Linked DNA regions of Mus musculus: region 1 is linked to region 2. A link is a contact called in public HiChIP or PLAC-seq data. All regions are on one chromosome and are shown on one strand. The core of a region is the stretch at or near the end of the contact, and the rest is flanking DNA. Distances in the headings are between cores, read along the strand shown.

Region 1 (2,700 bases), core at 148-2,647, 420 kb after region 2:
GTTTCAGCACCAAGAAATAGCTTTTCTCGGCTCACATGCTAAGCAAATTCAAGCCAAATTAAAAGTATAAAAGCATAAAAGCAGGTTTATTTGGGAACAGCTCTCAGGTGGGTTCACCTGTCTCAGGAGACAAGGCTAGAGAAATCGACATGAACAGGGAGACAGAGAGAGAAGGCAGAGGAGGGAGGGAGGGAGCGAGCGAGGGAGGGAGGGAGAGAGAGAGGGAAGGAAGGAGCCTGACTGTGTGCAGAGACTAGAAAGGAGGAGCACACAGAGAGAAAGACCTGGAGTGGTGGCCAGGTCCCTTTGTCCACAGCACACACCTAGTGCACCTGGCGCACCTGACTGTGGCAGGTGATGACATAAGCTGTTGCTAGGTCCCTGAGAGTAGGGGGTGAAAGTGCCTGTATATTAACAGGGTTAGGATTCGAGTCCTGGGTTTGAAACCTAACAGATAGGGAGTCTGATAGGCCTACAACATTGACATCAGCATGTCCTGCTGATGGATAGGGGTGGGGAAGGGGGAGTACCAGTGGGAGGAGAAAGCTCATGTAGTCTTTGTTTTGAGATACCAGACTTAGGTCTCAGGTCAGGAGGGTGAGGAATAAGCTGGAAGTTTGCCATCTTCAGTATCTGTTTTCAGGTCCTCTCTCTATGTGTCTGCCTCTCAGGGATATGTCTAACCTGTGGTCCTTCAGTGGCACACATTGTGTTAAGAGCATTTGACTTTACTCGGTACCCACAGTAAGCATTTAAAGGTGAAAGGAAATTAGATGCTCAGAGCTCAAGTTAGAAACCTAAACTTTCACTGGACATCATGATCGACTACTTGTACTTGAAGCCCAGGAAGCTGAGGCAGGAGAATCACAAATTAAAGGCCAGACTAGATTACACATGTAATGGTTTGTATATCCTTGGACCAGGGAGTGGCACCATCTGGAGGTGTGGCCTTGTTGGAATAGGTGTGACCTGGTTGGAATGGGTGTGTCACTGTGGGTGTGGGCATAAGATCCTCACCTTAGTTGCCTGGAAGTCAGTCTTCCACTAGCAGCCTTTGGATTAAGACATAGAACTCTCAGCTCTGCCTGTGCCATGCCTGCCTGGATACTGCCATGCTCTCACCTTGATAATAATGGACTGAACCTCTGAACCTGTAGGCCAGCCCCAAGTAAATATTGTTTTTTATAAGACTTGCTTTGGTCATGGTATCTGTTCACAGCAGTAAAACACTAACCAAAACAACACAGCACTTTCAAAGCAAGCTTGGGCTATAGAGTGAGACCCTGTCTCAAAACCCAAACCAAGTCAACCACAAAAAGAAAATGAAACTTCCAGGTGGCACAGTGAGTAAGTTGAAGAGAGAATTAATTCTGAATTGAAGCCCAGATGTAATCAGTTGCAAAGTTCAGACAACAAACAGCGGGGCCCGGGGGGCAGGGGTGGTGGGTAGGGAGTGACCTTTCACTGCTGGAGATGGCCATGTTTCAGGAGTGTAAGCTCAGACAGGGTTTTCATAAGCGAGTGGAAGCACAATGTGAGGAAGTTCGGGTAATTAAAGCGGCTTTAAGTGTTTTAATTTGGGTTCCTGCCAATAGCACTGGCAGGAAACCCTGGATGTGCGAATTCTGTCTGGGGAAAAATAAAGAAATCGCACGTGTTGAGTTTGAGGTACCAGAGATGTCAAATCAACATTGGGAATTTGCCTTCAGAGTTTCCAACCAGATCATTCCTCTTAGAGTAGTGAGGGAAGTCATCCAATCTCAGTTCATAGCAGGAGCCTCGGGGTGGGGTGGGGGGCTGATGTTGCCAAGGGAGTGAAGCAAAGAGGAGCAACAGTGGAATAGGATGGGGTGGAGGGGTGTGGCTGGGGATAACACCAGGAGCAACATAGGCATTTAAGAAGGATGCTCAGGAGAGGGCCCTTGAAAGGAAGCCCAGGAAGATGAAAACAGGAAAAACAAGGAAGGCCCCAAGGGAGGCTCACACAGCTACTGCTGAAAGAAGATGGCTGGCAGTGGAGGCAACATGAGGAGAAGCCCAAGATGGAGGAAAGAGAAGGTGCCGTTAGCCGTAAGGAAACACTTTTGACAAAAGTAGAGGGTGACAAAGGCCAGTTTCAAAGATCTAATGACAAGACAGGAATGGGAAGCCCTCAGGTATCAAATGCAGAAGCATCATGAGAGGGGGTGGGGCTAGAGCAGCTTTCATGTAAGCAGACTAAGATTTGACCTGCAGAGAGAGGCAACGTTCTCCCCATCTACAGTGTGTCAAACCTGTAGGATCCTTAGTGCAGGTGTGGCTTTCTCATAAGAGCTAGGTTCAAGAAAGGATGAACGGAGGGCAGGCCTTAGAGAGTTAGAAGTGATTTTGTCAAAGAGAAAAAGAGTGGAGATGAGTGGAGTGACCTGAATAGACACTTAGGGAGGAAGGCTGCTTGGACTCCCTACTTTCCTGTGGTTGTGATCAAATACCCTGACTGAAGGACAAACTAGAGAACCAGGGTTGATTTTGGCTTTCAGTCCCAGAGCAGACACAGTCCACCATGAAGGAGAAGGCCTGGCAGTCAGCAAGCAGAGTGATAATGTCTCATCCACACACAGGGATCTGAGAGAATGGGAAGTGGACCAGGCTATGAAAACGTAAAGCCCACCTCACAGTGATGTGCTTCCTTTAGCAAATTCCCACACCCTAAAGGTTTTG
Region 2 (2,700 bases), core at 106-2,605:
TAATCCCCCTTCACTTTTGGAAGCCTCGGAGAGAGTTTGAGAATTTCAAGTTGAAATATCACCCCCTTTCACAAAATTCTGTATTTAAGGATAGTATTTTTCAGAATTTAAAAAAATTTTTTACTGGAAACTTAATATTACAGCATTCCCCTTCAGGGTTTATGGTCAAGCTTTTTTAAATATATGTTTTATTTCTTTAACTGGCAGATGTTTGAAAGATGAGAGTAGGATTAATCCTCATATTAATTTTTAAATACATCTCATTCTTCCAAAGAATGCCGAGAAAAAGAACCAACTCTCCATGTAGTAACTGGCAAGGAAGGAAATAGGGCTCCTACCATGGCAACTCCCTGTCAGGGATGCTTAGTGTTGTTTCTGTCCAGGTTCCTCACTGCTGAGAACAAATAGCCAACAATACTGAGAGACGGGGAGGTTTCTTCTGGCTAACAGTTTCAGGGATACAGTTATTGCAGGAGAGGAGAGGAGAGGAGAGGAGAGGAGAGGAGAGGAGAGGAGAGGAGAGGAGAGGAGAGGAGAGGAGAGGAGAGGAGAGGAGGCAGCTGGTTAAACCGGGTCTGCAGTCAGGAAGCAGGGGAGCCACACATAAATGCCGAGACTACACTTGCTTTTTCCTTTTGCTCCACTGTGAGAACACAGCAGACCTCAAAACACAGCAGTTTGGGAACCAACACACACGTCTCTTTGTGTCTGGCAATTGATGTAAGCTCCATGGTTTTTGCTTTTTTTCTAGCTCCTTTAATTGATTGATTGATTGATTGATTGATTGATTGATTTCTGAGACTGGATTTTGCTCTGTAAGCCAGGCTTGTGTAGAACTCCAATTTTGGCTGGCCTGGAATTGGAGAAGTTCATATTCTCATTATACAGAGTGCTTAATGGCACCGTTATGCTCAGGTCATTCATTCATTCATTCATTCATTCATGCATGCATGCATGCATGCATGCATGAGATAGGAGTTTTCTGTGTAGCTCAGAATTTCCCTCCAACTTCAAATTCTCCTTCCTCAGCTTTCCTGGCAATGAAAATACAGGCCTGCGCCATTATGCGCAAGTTATATTGGCTGTTGTTAATATTTATGTTAGGAAAAGAAAATAGTCTCTGTTTTACATACAATCTACTTGGAATCATTTTTTTTTTTTAAAGTTAAGTCGGGGTGAGGGGTGTGTGCAGGTTAACAAGCAAACGCAATTCCTCCAGCTAACGCCAAGGGGCACCCTCTCCTTCCCCTCGGTTTCTGGAGCGCCTTGAGTTCTTTCCATCTGCACAAAGAGCCCGGCCTCCTCCCGGGTGACATCACAAAGGGTCGTTCTCCGCCCCTTCGGCGCCACCACGTGTGTCCCCGAGCTGAGTGGCCATCCGACTCAGTCCCTCGCCGGCCGGTCTAGGCAGCGGAGGAGGCGAGTGCTTGATAGTGGCTGGAAGCTTCGCTATGGGAAGTCGCTCTTTAGCACTGTCGCGGCTAGCCCTGCTCTCTGGTTCTCCGCAGCCGCTGTCGTTGGAGAGCACCGGGAGGCGCGGGTTGCGAGCGCGCCTGCTTCTCACCGCCCGGGCGCCAGCGCCCCTGGGCAGGTGCTGAGCGCCTTTCGGAGCCTCCCCTGCTGCCTCCCTCTTCCGCCTGGGTGCCTGGCTGCTGCAGTGCACATGGGCTGCTGGAGGTAGATGGGCTCACCGCCCGTGAGGCGGCGGTGGATGCGGCGCTGGGCAGAAACAGCCACCAATTCCAGCTGCCGTGGGGCCGAGCGCCCCGGGCGCCGCTGCGAGCCCCGAGCTCGGCCATGGGGACCCGGGCAAGCAGCATCACCGCCCTCGCCTCTTGCAGCCGCACCGCCGGCCAAGTCGGAGCCACGATGGTCGCCGGCTCTCTTCTCCTGGTGAGCGATAGGAGGGGACCCTAGGGTGGCGGCTACGTTCGAGCCTGTGTCCGGGAGCCGGGCGGGTCCTCGGGCCCGTAGTGCCGGAGGCGCGCGGTGGGACCAGACGGGTTGGAAGGGTTGGTTACAAGGCAATAGCCAGACCGAGGAGGACTCCTACTAGATCGTGTGTGTGTGTGTGTGTGTGTGTGTGTGTGTGTGTGTGTGTGTGGTGAGCTAAGGCTAGTGAGTGTTAAAGAATTATTTTTCTTGCAATCTGGCTGCTTGAAGGAGGCGCGAGAGGTGTCCGCCTCGAGGTCCTGCGCATTTTTGGGTTTTTGCCCCCGACTCGGCCTATCTCGCACCCCAACACCCAGCCTCACCCCAATATCATTCGCTGCCAGACCCTCGGCGCGGTGCGAGGCCCGAGTAGTCCTGTCAGTAGCCAGCTGCCGGTTGTGGCCGCTCCTTTGTCGCTACTGCAATGTCATGTCCGGATGCTACCGCAGTGGAGACAGCCGGATCGGTGCGCTCCGGACGCGAGCAACCGCTGCATGCTTCCGCGCGCGAAGCTTTCCGGAGTAGGGCGCAGGCCACCCCTTGCTTCAGCTTCCTTGCTTCTCTCCTCCCTCTTAGTTCAGATGGGTCCTGATTTCTGCAAGCCAAAAGAAGAAGAAGAAGAAGGAGCCCGGGTGGGTGGTGGGGGTGGGGTGGGAGGGGGAGGAGGAGAAGAAGGACCCAGAGACCCAGGCGCCTCTAAAGCACAGGCTTGGAGCCAACCGGCGCTGTGGCTCTCAGTCGAGGGGGAGGGGAAAGAGCTACATAAAG

What was found. HiChIP or PLAC-seq counts read pairs in DNA pulled down with a chosen protein or histone mark.
Region 1: an H3K4me3 HiChIP or PLAC-seq map of embryonic hindbrain shows a contact between it and region 2, with 4 times the contacts expected there. The contact joins the enhancer-like site here to the promoter of Tnfrsf21 in region 2. A contact is called at or near these places in 4 of 39 promoter capture datasets (the C10 cell line, cranial neural crest, maxillary cranial neural crest and 1 more), 1 of 15 datasets of contacts at CTCF or cohesin (large pre-B cells) and 2 of 115 datasets of contacts at active chromatin or transcription factors (embryonic hindbrain and stem cell-derived neural progenitor cells).

What each region holds. Positions count from the first base shown.
Region 1 is chr17:43,433,139-43,435,838 of GRCm38.p6, forward strand. All of the region lies in intron 10 of Adgrf5 (adhesion G protein-coupled receptor F5), which reads left to right. Among named protein-coding and RNA genes, the nearest start is that of Gm25135, 20 kb to the right of the region's middle. Within about 2 kb of position 1,398, at least 4 of the 459 cell types and tissues checked have an H3K27ac peak or open chromatin away from gene starts, as enhancers often do.
Region 2 is chr17:43,015,200-43,017,899 of GRCm38.p6, forward strand. Tnfrsf21 (tumor necrosis factor receptor superfamily, member 21) reads left to right here and starts at 1,356. Exons shown (of 6, transcript NM_178589.3): 1 at 1,356-1,893. The coding sequence starts at 1,798.